3 separate regions of the Mus musculus genome follow, and all the other regions are linked to region 2. The links are chromatin contacts, called in public Hi-C maps. All regions are on one chromosome and are shown on one strand. The core of a region is the stretch at or near the end of the contact, and the rest is flanking DNA. Distances in the headings are between cores, read along the strand shown.

Region 1 (4,383 bases), core at 1,173-3,672, 240 kb before region 2:
CCTTGGCCAAGCACTCCCACTGTTAGGTTTAGGAAGGTTCAACTATTGTGTAAGCTAGGGGGAGCTGTGAACCCTCCCTGCCCCTGATTTCCTCCTGTGTAATAGAGGGATGGAGACTATCCCAGGAGAATATGAGATCCCTTCATGGATAGCCTGGAGCACTGGCCTGGCAAAGGCCCCTGAGGTTCTCTTGCTCAATGAACAGCAGACACGGAGGAGGCGCTCAGAGCAGCAGCCTTAGATAAAGCACCCAGAAGGAACACACCCTGTCAGCCCAGTTCTGGAGAAGCTGAGGCAGGAGGATCAGGAGCTCAAGGGCATCCATGACTACACAAAGAGTGTGAGGCCATGCTGAGCTACGTGAGGGAGGCCGTGTTTCAAACACAAAACCACAAAATTCAAATATGAGGGGGCTGGGATAAAGCTCCCCGGGAGAGCACTTGCCTAGCATGTGCAAGGTACCCCATTCCCAGCACTGAAAAAAAGAGAAGTCAAGTCGATTGTTTTGTTTAAAGTGGCAATGGGGGAGCCAGCTCAGTGGGGGAAGGCGCTTGCCTCTCCCAGCCTGATGACCTAAGTTCAATTCCTGGGACCCACAAGGTGGAAGGAGAGGACTGCTATCCCTGAGATCTTCGGGTTGTTCTCTGGCCTCTGCACACCTCCCCCACCCTACCACCCAAAGACTGTAGTAAGAAATAAAGTGATGTACATATAGGTATTAAAACTAAAACAGCTGGGCGTGGTGGCGCACGCCTTTGATCCCAGCACTCGGGAGGCAGAGGCAGGCGGATTTCTGAGTTCGAGGCCAGCCTGGTCTACAAAGTGAGGTCCAGGACAGCCGGGGCTATACAGAGAAACCCTGTCTCGAAAAACCAAAAAAGGGGCTGGAGAGATGGCTCAGCGGTTAAGAGCACTGACTGTTCTTCCAAAGTCCTGAGTTCAAATCCCAGCAACCACATGGTGGATCACAACCATCCGTAATGATATCTGATGCCCTCTTCTGAGGTGTCTGAAGACAGCTATAGTGTACTTACATATAATAAATAAATAAATATTTAAAAAAAAAAAAAAAACTAAAACAAACCTACTAAGCTAGGGGTGATGGCACACTTCTATAATCCTAGTTCTTAGGAGACTGAAACAAGAAGACCACTGGGGCTATATGAGACTCTAGAGCCAAAACTGACGGCCGTGATGTTGTTGTTGTTGTTGATGATGATGATATTACCGTAAGAGTCACCACTGGGCCAGGCGTGGTGGAGCAGGCCTTTAATCCCAGCACTTGGGAGGCAGAGGCAGGCAGATTTCTGAGTTCGAGGCCAGCCTGATCCACAAAGTGAGTTCCAGGACAGCCAGGGCTATACAGAGAAACCCTGTCTCGAAAAAAACAAAACAAAACAAAACAAGAGTCACCACTGGGTTCCCTGGTAGGGTAGAGGATACTGAGGGCCAAGGTGGGAGTCCGCTATGGGGTGATGGATTTGCTGGGTGACAGCTACAAAGATGTTTATACACTTGCGCAAACATGCTTCACAGGTTCTTCTGTATGTGTGATTATCTCAGAATCTAGGACTAATTCGGGTTCAGTATTCACAGTGGGGGACGACAAAGGCTGCTTCTCTCGCCCCTTGAGACCCCTTCCCAAGGCCAGCAGCAACTCCTGCTCTCTGCAAAGCTGCCAGGCTCCTCTCAGCACCAGGTCACCTCTGCTCAGTGCTGTGACCTACAAAACCCTCCCTTCCTCCCCACAGCGGCTCAGCTCCCAGCCTCAGCAAGGCACTGCCCGGGTTGGTTTAAACCGCTTTATTGGAGTTGGCTGGTACTCACAGGTTGGGTCATATACACAGGGCCCGCTCACCCCTAGGCAAAGCCCTGGGCCTCCCACCTCCCCTCCATCACCGAGGGTGGCCAGAGGTTTGAGCCAGTTCCGGGGCGGGGTGGGCCCAATAGAAATATTTACAAACCACCAGGGTGGGTGTCCCCTGATCAGGAATAGGGATGGGATGGGCGGAGGGGGTCCCTTGGGTGGACTTCACAGGCCCGAGAAGGGGCTGGGCGTGGGGGGGGGTTGCCGGCAGAGGGGGGCTCGGGGAGAGCCTCGGGGGGCCCTGAGCGAGCCTGCTGGTGCTAACTCTGCCTGGCGGGGCAGCCTCCCGCGTGGGGCTGGTGGGGCTCCGCCTCCCTCGGGGTTCCGGAGCCGGTTCCAGGTAGAATGATGAGGAACAGGAGCGTTGGGCCCCGGCCCGGCTCCTCACCAGGGGGCTGGCCGCGAGGACGGGGTGCACGAGGCGGAGCCGGGAGGGGGATAAGCAAGCAAAGCACACGCGGGACTCCTCTGCCGCCGTCGCCGCAGGGCCGGGAGGACTGCATGCGGGGCGGGCGGGCTACAGGCTGCAGGCCTCGGGCAGAGAGCGCTTGCGCAGCTCCCGGCCCGGCTTGGGCGGCGGCGCCGGCGCGGCGGGGGGCGCATCAGGCAGCTGCAGCACCGAGTTCTCCCCGGGCTGCACCCGCAGGTATGCTTTGACCTTGTGATGCCGGGCCTTGCCGTCGCTGAAGTCGATCACGCGGCACTCGTAGGTGCCTTCGTCCGTGGGCTTCACCCGGGACAGCCGAAGCTTGTGGGAGATGTTGCTGCCCACCACCTTGACCACCTGGGGGCGACAGAGGCACCGTGAGAACCGGCCGGGGTCGCGAGCCAAGCCGCCAGGCTGTCCCCACCCCAGATACCGCCAGGGAGGGGACCCAAGGTCAGCATCCGAACTGTTGAATGGCAGACGGACAAACAGAAGCAACGCTAACTCCTATCCACGGAGAGTTGCGTGCAGCCAGTGGAATACCGCCCAGCATTGAAGAAGGGTGAGCCAGAACTGACAAGAGTTCCACAGACAAGCAGGGAACCAGACTCCTGGCAAAGCTCCCAGGCTGTGCTGCTGTTTTGAACAAACGGAAAAGCCCTGCGTAGGACAGAAGCCAGCAGCCTCACAGCAGAGCTTCGGTAGAGCTCAGGAAACTTGGGGGTTGGGAAGGCACGTGCCACAGTAAATGTGTGGTCAGAGGAAAATCTGCAGGAGTCCCCTCGCCTTCCACCATCTGGATCCTAAGGATCAAACTCATGTATTTGACTTCATGGCCAGCGCCCATTACCTGCTAAGCCATCTCACCAACCCTGTACTGGGCCTGGAAACTGGAAAGAAGGTCCAGAGCTTAAGCGCACAGGCTGCTCTTGCAGAGGACCGGGGTTCAATTCCCAGCACCCACATGGCTGCGCACAATTGTCTGTACCTTCAGTTCCAGGGGAGCCAATTTCCTCCTCTAGTACGGGCACCCGGCACATGTGTGGTGCGCAGATATATATATATATATATATATATATATATATATATATATATATATATATATTCAGGCAAACGCATAAAATAAAAACAAGTAAAATCTAAGAAAAAAAAGGGACACAGGCTGACAACCGAGTACTACATTTGGATTCTAGAGTTTAACTGTCCACTCCCTGGAGGTGGAGTGGGTGTTATCTTGTAAAGTTTTGGCTTTTTATTGATGTGATTATTTTAAAGCTAAAGTCTCCTATGTTGTCCAGGCTGGTCTCTAAGTCAGGACCCTGCCTTAGCCTCCAAAACGCTAGATTGTAGCACCACACCTGACCCTTGACCCAGTCTTTTTCATTTTATAGTTGGGAGCCCGCTCTCCTGGGTCAAGAACACCCAGCTCGGTAGACAACCTATTCCTGCTGTGCCTGTGGGTCCACCACCGCCATCCAATTTTAACCTTATTCCAGAACTCTCTTTGGAGGGGAGGGGGTAGGGGAGGGGGGTTTGCAAGTCTGACTTTCTTTCACACAATCAGCTGGCTCTGTTCATTGCTGTGTAGTATTCTATCGTATACTTGCCTACACAGTTTCCCGTTGGCTGGTATTCCGGTAGTTTCCAGATTGACACTCTCATGATTCAATCTGCTCTGAATATAACTCTGTTGGCAACTTTCTTTTCCATTACAAGAGAAGAGGCATTTGGAGTCGAATGCATCATTAGGGAGACTGGGCGGTGGGTATGGGGACTCTGATCTTTTTTTTTTTTTTTTTTTTGTAAATTTCTACATGTCTATAACTAAAAATAACAAAAGAAAATGTTAACTGGGAAGGACGCTGGGAGTGTAAGGACCCTTCTTAGAGCTGAAAGCCCAGTCATCATCTGGCAAGACTCACCCTTCCTGAGATCACAGTAGCGGGCTGCTAACCCCACCAGCCCCATCTCTGGATACTTATGTCCCTCTCTAGATGGCATTATCTGTGCCTGCCAAGTCCCACAGATCACTCTAGTGGTTCCCTGCTGTTCCCACCTCCCAAGTAAGAGAACCCAGGGTAAAAATGAT
Region 2 (4,505 bases), core at 1,979-4,478:
GCGTGCGTGCGTGCGTGCGTGCGTGGAGCGGCTGATTATTTGCTCTCTGACAGTGATCAGTCTTCATGGCTGTTTTGACAGCCTAGCCTAGGGCAGCTTTCCACCCCCACCTCTTTACTGTTCATTCCTCCTTTCCCGTTTCTTCCCTTGGGGGAGCTCAGCCTGCTCAGCATTGTACTCCTGCAGACACCTGTTTATTAGCTGCTGTCTAAATTTGTATGCTGGCAGCGTGAGGTTGTGTTCATGTGCACACCTCGGCCTAGTGATGCTCTTAGTGCAGGGTAGGGGCTTAGGAAGTATTTGTGGAAGGAAAGACGAGAAGGAAGGAAGGAAGGAAACAAAAAAGGGACCGAGGGAGGAAAAGAGAGAGGGACAAAGAGCCATGGAGCCTGGGACCTCAGTTTGGAGAACATCAGTCTGCGGAGCTCTCATGCCACCGACCCTTCGTCATACCTGTGACCTCAGCAAGGCCCCCAGTGCACAGTACCCAGCAGGCCAATAGCAGCCCTCCCCTCCCCCTTAAGAACCTGTCTCTGCGTCTTCTTCCCTTAAGCACATAGGGTTAAAGTGAGATCCAGCACCTACCACAGTGCTGTGCTTCCCCCGAGAGGTGCTAGGAGTTGGTGGACTGATGCCCAGACTTTCAGCCAGCTATTTAGGATTGAGCCCTGATTGCCCAAGGCAGTGTCTACTGGCTCCCCAGCCACTCACTTCCCAAATACCTTCCTTTACTAAGCCTTTGTTTCCAGTGCTGATTCTGGAATAGCCTGCCCAGAAACTGGCTGGGGCACCTCCCTATAACCTGCTACCCCCTTTCCTTAACTCTCCTCCTTGATCCCAAGTCCTCTGCCCGCTCTTTCAATGACTTCTACAGAAATGCCCCTCTGGCCACCCTCTCACCTCACCTGGCAGACAAGCTGGCAGGTCTTGACTTCCTTCCAACCTGGCTAGAGTTCCAAGAAATTTTAATGAAGAGCCTTGGCTGGGCACTGCAGGGCCCAGGTGCTTTGCAGCAGGGGAGGGCGGGTGAGGAGGGCAGCGGGCGAGAAAGGCCGCCTTTAACAAGAGTCTGCAGTGATTAAATCACCTGCTGTCTCCTCAACCCCTCCATTTGTTCCTAGATGCTGCCTCCAATCCATGACCGCCCCAGCAACCCTCCATTTCCTCCATCCCCTGCAACCTTATTCCCCACCCCCACTCCTCACACCACTCTACCACCCCTACCATCCCCCATCCCCATCCTGCTACCCTGCAGTTACCTTAGCAGCAGTGCTGACTGGGCCTTCCCAGAACTACAGGTCATTTAATTAGGAGATTAAGGTTGTGTTGATGTGTGGTGTTGTGTTGTGTTGTGTTGTGTTGTGTTTTGAGACAGGTCTTACAATGTAGCCCAGGCTGGCCTAGAGGCCACTTTATAAACCAGACTGGCCTCACATGTGTAGTAATCCTACCTCAGTATCCGTGCTGGGATTACAGGCTGTGCCACTCTGCCTGGCTGAGAATTATTTTCATAAAAATGTGTATTCACATCAGGGAGAAACAGGAGTAGAACCTGACTAGAAAGTCATATAATCAATATTCATCCTTCTCTCCATCCATCCATCTCTGGGAGTATTTTCATATCTAAGTCCTGGGACAAAGGCTGTGGCCCTCCCCACCAGGTCCTTACATTCCAGCAGTGACCAGATCAGACAGTGTGGAAGCAGGAACCACTGAAGGAATCACACCAGAGGAACTTCTTCAGTTAGAAGGTAATGGAGATTCTGAGAAGCAACTGGAGGTTCAGAGGAGTCCAAAGACCAGCTGCAGAAGGCTGCCCCCATGCTGTGCCTGAGAGACAGAGGAGAAGGCTGTGTGCTAGCTATCCAGGAGAGGGCTCCCAGTGGACTGTGGCGCTCCTGGGAGCCAGAGACCCAGAGGAGAGGCCACCCCGACAGAGAAACACCTAACATCCCCCTTGCTCCTACACAAGTAGGACATAGGACTTATGAAAAATGAGCGGCACTGGAGGGGGCTCAGGGATAGAGCAGAGTGTGGAAAACGTGACGGGGAGCTGTGGCTTTGCCAGGAGAATGCAGCAGCCAAGGGAGTTGGGTTTTGAGGCATGAACAGGAGCTCACTGAGCATCAAATTAGAGGAGTGTGGCCCAAGGAGCTGGCCTATTACACCGTGGCTCCCTACTATGCTCAGGGGATATGTCTCAAGAATCCCAGTGGATGCCCGAAGCCACAGGTTGTAGTTAGCTTCGTGCATACTGACACTCGGATATGGGTGACCAGCCATTAATATTCTGACTCAAGGCACACACTCTTTCTCCTCCCTGTAAGGCCTGTGTCCAAGTCTCAGCACATGCCGGTGTTGGGATAAGCTCCCAGCACCCCCTGAGGCCTGCCTCTGGCCCAACCTTACTCTTAGCCACCAGCAGAGCTGATGGTCCCTCTAGACCACCATGGGGGAGAGATTTTTGACCCGGTCATCGTACCTGAGTCTTCTGTACTTTGATAAGAACCCCCCCCCCCCACCAGCCCAGGTTTTAAGCTGACCCCGCCGGCCTTGAGCCTTTGGCAGGCAGCCGGCCAGCGGGAGGGCCCAGAGCTCAGGACCAAGAGACTCCAGTTTCCATTTTGCTCAGTCCAGATGCCTCCAGATCTAATTCCGAATAAATAATTATGCTGAGTAACCCGGGTCCCTTGGTGATTAAGTAAACAGGCCGAGGCGGGTGGAAATTGAATTAGTGCAGCGTGCTCAGCCATTATTACCCACCCCTTCTCATGCATATTAATGAGGGGTTATTAAGAAATGTAAATGCTGCCCCAGGGGGCGTGGAGATGGGGAAGGGAGGTCAGGGCCAGAGGACAGGCCCTTCCGAAAGCCGCGTGATCGAAGGCATTTTGAAAATTATGTCGGGAACGTTCGCTTCTGCACTATGGCAACATTTCCGGATGCCTCGCTTTTATTAAAATGAGGAAAGGGGAACAAATTTTAATTTGAGGATAAAATTAGCATTTTCCAAAAAGCCTTGGCAGCAGAGAGGACATATTTTGCCAGAAAATGGACATTCAGGGCCGGGCGGGGCAAGGTTGTGCGGCTGATGGACGATTAGTTCTCTCAGTTCATCTCCAGGCAAGGGAGTAAACAAATTAATCTCCGGGCAGGGAACAGGCCGGAAGATGCTGGAAACCTACGGGAGCCAGCAAAGTCTTCACTGGAAAGCCAGAGGTGTCACTGGGGCCTGGAATCCTCTCAGTGCTGGCCAGGAGAGGTCACACTCTGCTCTGAGGTCGCTCTGGAAGGCCGAGAGCTCTGGCTGAGTTTTGTAGCAAGATGGATGAAGGAGACGGCTTCTCCCCGACACACTGGGCAAGGGTGGAATCCAGGGATGCAACCTCTGCCCACCACTCTTCTCACCTGACCTCCAGGGTCCGCGGTATCTTCCCCCTCTGCTCCTAGCTTGTCCTCAGCACTCTGTTCCCATCTCTGCTACCAGATTCATCCCCACCCCCCACTCCAGCCAGGTCTCTTTTCACTGGGTAACCTGTCAGGAGTCACTAGTTCCCTTAGGCTGAAGTTGCATTCCTCTTGCCATTGGGGTGTCTCCAGGATCTGACCTCAGTTTAAACTCCTGCTGTTCCCTGCAGTTGCAATTGGATGGAGAGAGAGCACAAGCAGGCAAAAATAAATAAATAAATAAATAAATAAATAAATAAAGACAAAGAGGCAGGAAAAGGAAGGAAGAGCTGGAGAAAGAAGCAAATGTTAAGATTCACTAAGACTTTATGTAAGGCTGTGCTGGGATGGACAGCTGCCGACCATCATGGACCAGTTGCAGGACCAATTGTATCACTCCCTGAAGCATAGCTGTCTCGACATCACAGAGGACACAGCTCTCATCCGAGCACAGAACTTTTACTCTGGGTCACCATGGGCATCAAAGCTTGAACTCTGACCTACTACTGTGACTATGGGGCTAAGGATGACCTTGAATTTCCCATCATCCTGCCTCTTCTTCCTAAGACCCACATGGTCCTCAGATTTCCACATGCACACTGTGGCTCTTGAGCCAGACCCCCCCCCCCTCCCACGTAACTGCAATTTTAGAAACTTTTAAAAAGAAGGAGGAGGAGGAGGAGAAGGAGGAGGAGGAGGAGAAGGAGAAGGAGAAGAGGAAGAGGAAGAGGAAGAGGAAGAGGAAGAAGAAGAAGGAGGAGGAAGAGGAAGAAGAAGAAGAAGAAGAAGAAGAAGAAGAAGAAGAAGAAGAAGAAGAAGAAGAAGAAGAAGAAGAAGAAAGGGAGTTTAATCACTATGTGCTGCAAGTATCCAAGAAAAACAGGTAGAAGAAAAGAATGAAAGTTCTGGAATCAAGCCTCATCCATCTTGAGGAATATCTCTTCTGGCAGGGACTGGGGCTCAGCTGGTCACATGCTTGCCTAGTAGGCACAAGGCTCTGAGTTCCATTCCCAGCACTACCTAAACTGGGTGTGGTTGTGCACACCTGGGATCCCAAC
Region 3 (4,562 bases), core at 123-2,622, 170 kb before region 2:
TATGGCTGTGCACTACCACACCTGGCTCTTGCAGATTTGAGAAAGTGAATCCAGAAGCAACAAGTGGCTTCTTCATGTAGTGATGGGCAAGGGATGTGGCAGGGCCTGGTTTAGGTTCACCTACAAGCGGATGGTATCACAACAACACTGGATTGACTGTGTGTGTGTGTGAGTGTGTGTGTGAGTGTTGGGAATGGTCTAAGCAAGTATGCACGTAGATACTCTCTGGGTAGGGTGAGGAAGACCCACAGGGCACACTCCTAGAGTAAGGAGCCTAGTTAGGTGGCTGCTGTGTGAAAGCAAAGGAAGTGATGAAGCCCGTGGCAGTGAGAAGGGCTGGGAGCCAATGCCGGTAGAGCTTGTCTGGTGGATGTGAGGCAGCAGATGGCTTCCAGGGTCTGACTGGTTACACTGGTGAATGGTCCTAGGGTGTTCCCACTCTGCGGACCCCATGGTTTGGGTTTGACTTAATGAGCCAGAGGAGCCTATAAGTGACATCCAGGTACACCGGACTGTGAGCCTACAGAGGTATGGGAGGGGGCACAGCCCTAACCCTTGCAAACCCGACAACAAGCCTGGGAGGTGGCGGAGAGGTGAGATGTTAGCTTCACTGAGTGAGCACTCAGTTTCAGAAAGGAAAAGCACTGTGCTCAGGGCCACGATGCTGTAAGGCAAGTGCAGGGGTGTGGATCCAGAACTCAGACCTACTGACTTCTTTTCCAGTAACTGATTGGAAATGACTGTCAGAGAAGCAGGAGGCACCAAAGGGGCCATGGCTGAAACAGTGGGTGTCCAAAGAGGGCAGTAGGAGACAGGAAAAGACACCCTCCCCACTAGCTTCTACTGGCAAACTCCCTGGCTGAGAAAGTCTGTGAGGTACTGGCTTAAAGATGGGCTGAGAGGAACTCTCAGCAGGATGCACTCTCTCTTTTTTAAAGCTTGCTTTGGAAGCTTCCAGCATAGTTAGTAGAACAGCAGAAACCAGATCTCCACCTGGCGCTCAGGGTCACGCACCCCACATGCTCATTCCACCCTTCACCCCCGTTCACCCATATCTTCAAGTGAGTTCTGGATGCTGAAGAAACAGCCAGTCTGCTTAAGATATCAAGTCCTGTGGATACTGTTTCATTACAGAGTCCATCTTTTTCTTTGCAGGATAAAGCCTAGAATGACTTAACTGTGGCAAAATTAGCATGCAATTTGTAAGTCATTACGGTGAGAAGTATGTGGTGAGAACACTTTATTGAATAAACCTGCTGAGTATAATTTTCCCAGGAACTAAGAAAGAAAAGCCTCTCTCTAAGGCTCTCCTCCCTCTTTCAGAAATCCCTGCCAGCACCTATCTAATTACGTCTTGCTTCTGAAGGCAGCTTCTGTACGCTGAACCCACAGGGATCCTGGTCTTTTCTGGGCTTCAGCCTGTTTGGGGAGCCCAGTGAAATCTGCTGAGACAAGCGCCCTGGATATTTACTGATCACGAGGGCTGCTGCTTGCTGGAAGAGTTGGAAACATTACACGGCCTTTAAAAGTTCAAATCTTGTTAACCAGGAGCCCCTGGGGTATGTCCAACTTCACTCTGGATCTCAAGGACACTGAGTACAGCCGGAACACACTGGGCACCAACCAGCCCAAGGCATGGACGGCGCTCTCTTCCAGTTATGTACTGCTGTAGTAATATACTATGAACTGAAAATGCTAAAATAATCTAGTGCTGGAGGAGTCCCATGCATGCTTCTAAGCATGTTTGTTTCCTTAGTGCAGACAGCTGCAGGACTGGGGATGTTGCTCCACAGGAGAGCATTTGCCCTGCATGTGTAAGGCCCTGGCTTCTATTCCTAACACTGCAAGCAACAAGACAAGACCCATCACCAACCAAACACTATGCTACTGCTGCAGTCACATTAGAATCTACTTGTGTGTACTTTCAAGTATTTTCAGTGAGAGGGGTTGTGTGGGGTTTTGTTGTTTTGTAAACTAAGCACTACCAGCAAAAATGAAAGTTCTGGAACAACGTGGAGGTAGGCAGATCCCTCCATCCTTAACACCCAGGGGGCAGACAACGAACTCCCTCAAGGAGCAGTGGTCCTTTCCTCAGGCTCAGGGTGAAAATCTTAAGAGGAGACCATGCTGGGGTGGTGATGGTGCACACCTTTAGTCCCAGTACTGGGGAGGCAGAGACAGGTGGATCTCTGAGTTTGAGGCCAGCCTGGCCTACAGAGTGAGTTCCAGGACAGTCAGGGCTACACAAAAAGAAACCCTGCCTCAGAAAAACCAAAACCAACCAACCACCACCACCAACAAAATGACAGGCACAGAGGAAGCAAACAAGCACACTGCCTACCAGCTATGAAGGGACGGGTTTTATGACTATTTCTCTGAGGTGGGCACATATTTAATGAGATCTGACCTTGTAGGAGGCACTAGCTCTAATACCCAAGGCAGGAAGACAGGGCTGGAGGTGTAGGGAAGGCAGAGAACCAACTGGGAGTTAACAGGGACCTCCCAGAGAAAAGGAAACAAAGGCTCTCTGCCTGTTCCTGGTGCTGGGTCAGGCGTTACTTGTTATACCACTACCTACCCAGTTTCTCCAAGCACAAAAATTCAAACACCTTAAAAACAAATGGGGAAAAATAGTCCGGGCCAGTGAGGCTATGTGTCCTGAGCAGAGAGTCAGGGAAAGGCCACCTCCCTGGTCCCCCCTCCTCTCCCAGGGTCTGGCAGTAGACTGAAAAACCCCATCCCTACTTGGTGTGCATGTGGAAGAGTCACAGAGTCACTGGGGTGGCTTGAGCTGCCCTCTGGGTCCCTGGCTCTCCCCAGCAGCACACACCACACTCAGGTTTCTAATTGGCACTTGGGCCTCTCGTCTTTGGCCAGTGCCTGGTCCAGCACTTGGCCCAGAACAGGAGTCTATCAACATTTGCCAAATGACTGGATTCTCTCCACTGAATCTTGGTCAAGTGCAAACCACATACAGAGAAATGGAGGTTTTCAGGGAAAGGTTAGGGTGAGAGACACTGAAAAGCCAATGTTTGACTCTGTTATCTAGAGTGGGTGTCCTTTCAGGCTTAGTGAAATACTAGACCCTCATTCCTAATCTGAGGGTCACTGCCATCCAAATGCCTTAGAAATAGTGCTTGCATCAGCACTGGCTGAGGAGTTCCCACTCGGTGTAGAACGTCTGTACTGGGAGCAGGGAGAGCAGCTGTCCATGACTTAGAGAGGACAACAGGAGGAAGGGGTGAAAGGGAGCTTGTGTTGCTCTGTGACACAACACCCATGAGGTGGCTTCATCTGCCAAGACAGCCCAAGTGCTGGCAGCAAATGCCTCTCACCAACATGCCCCTCCTGCCTTGGCTCTTGGAGCAGCACGAGGCTGCTGAGCACTAATGGCCTTGGAATGTTTGCCAGTGCCCAGCAAAACGGCCTTGGCACCAAGGAGACAGCTGTTTGTCAGCGAATGGCAGGGCCCGAGTTGGTGGCACACAGCAGCCTGCTGGAGGCTGGGGGTGGGGCTGCAGCCATCACTCTCCCTCACTGCAAACCAATTCCACACCCTCTTCAATGCAGATAATGGATCATCTTTGGGGAAGCACACCAAGGACCCTAACAGTGACGTGCAAGGTGCTCCCAACACTCAAGTGCCTACTGGTCTTCCTCGGAGTGTGTACCCCCACCTCTAACAAAGCACCTGGCTGTGCCATTAAGTGAAACACTAAGCTAAAGGGACCTAGGAGCCACACGAGGAACAGTGACAAGCCATGACTGATAGTAACTTCAAGATGGTGTATCTGCCTCCCAGGTTTTCTTCTGCCACTTGGAATCTGCTCCAGCAGGTTCTATGAGGGGCTATGGCTGGGCTAGAGTTCCGGTGGTGTCATGGCTGCTCCCACACAGAAGTAGAGCATCTTCATTTGTGTCTAGTTGTCACTCTCACAAAGAAAGGCTCCCTTACTGTGGCACTCATCAGTCCCCCAGTGCCCCTCAGGTATCAGATAGAATGAAGGAGGGGGTGAGGAGCGTGCCTAGGTACCTAAGCCTAGCTCAGTGTTTACAGACTCAGCCTGTACCTGAGGTTGTATCTCTGTGTGAAGAAGAAAGTCCCTATTAATCAATTCAATCAATCAGCCAACACTTGAGCACTGACTGGGCTTAGAGATCACAGGCAAGCTCCAAGACTGAGTCACAGTTACAGTCTACTGCTCTGCCTAGGTGGACTTGTGCTTTGTGTCAGAGTTGAAGTGGCAAAGAAACAAGTCTCAGGCTCCTCTGTTCACCCCAGCTCCAGCTTGGCTGTGCAATGCAGATGAGCAGAGTTCTGCAGGCTGCGGGGTGGATGCCCAACACTCCTGGCAGAGAGGCTCCAAAGCTGCGAGGGTCTCTTCAAGGTGAGAATTGAGAGATTCAGAAAATCAAGATCACAAGGAAACTTGGGGCTCCGGCAGACTGCTAAAAGCAGGAAAGGGCTCACACTGTACTGTGGCTACACACTGGGGGGTGTCCACAGGTCAGAACACAGACTGGACAATAGGGAAATGTGAAAACTTGCTCTACTTAAGATG

What was found. Hi-C and Micro-C count contacts between places; a contact is called where the count stands out from the background.
Region 1: a contact with region 2 is called in a Hi-C map of the N1E-115 cell line, with 9 times the contacts expected there. The contact joins two enhancer-like sites. A contact is called at or near these places in 2 of 484 Hi-C or Micro-C datasets (the N1E-115 cell line and bone marrow-derived macrophages) and 7 of 115 datasets of contacts at active chromatin or transcription factors (the 230-238 cell line, craniofacial prominence, embryonic forebrain and 4 more).
Region 3: a Hi-C map of forebrain shows a contact between it and region 2, with 2.7 times the contacts expected there. The contact joins two enhancer-like sites. A contact is called at or near these places in 1 of 39 promoter capture datasets (neural stem cells), 2 of 484 Hi-C or Micro-C datasets (forebrain and nephron progenitors) and 1 of 115 datasets of contacts at active chromatin or transcription factors (neural progenitor cells).

The regions. Positions count from the first base shown.
Region 1 is chr2:157,942,125-157,946,507 of GRCm38.p6, reverse strand. It overlaps Vstm2l (V-set and transmembrane domain containing 2-like), which reads right to left. Exons shown (of 4, transcript NM_198627.2): 4 at 1,789-2,651. The coding sequence ends at 2,385. Among named protein-coding and RNA genes, the nearest start is that of Vstm2l, 30 kb to the right of the region's middle. Within about 2 kb of position 2,422, at least 95 of the 459 cell types and tissues checked have an H3K27ac peak or open chromatin away from gene starts, as enhancers often do. A contact at or near this core is called in the N1E-115 cell line, where this site is marked.
Region 2 is chr2:157,703,839-157,708,343 of GRCm38.p6, reverse strand. No RefSeq gene overlaps it. Among named protein-coding and RNA genes, the nearest start is that of Gm25407, 7.7 kb to the left of the region's middle. Within about 2 kb of position 3,228, at least 20 of the 459 cell types and tissues checked have an H3K27ac peak or open chromatin away from gene starts, as enhancers often do. A contact at or near this core is called in the N1E-115 cell line and forebrain, where this site is marked.
Region 3 is chr2:157,872,206-157,876,767 of GRCm38.p6, reverse strand. The region is part of intron 13 of Ctnnbl1 (catenin, beta like 1); the gene reads right to left. Among named protein-coding and RNA genes, the nearest start is that of Vstm2l, 40 kb to the left of the region's middle. Within about 2 kb of position 1,372, at least 13 of the 459 cell types and tissues checked have an H3K27ac peak or open chromatin away from gene starts, as enhancers often do. A contact at or near this core is called in forebrain, where this site is marked.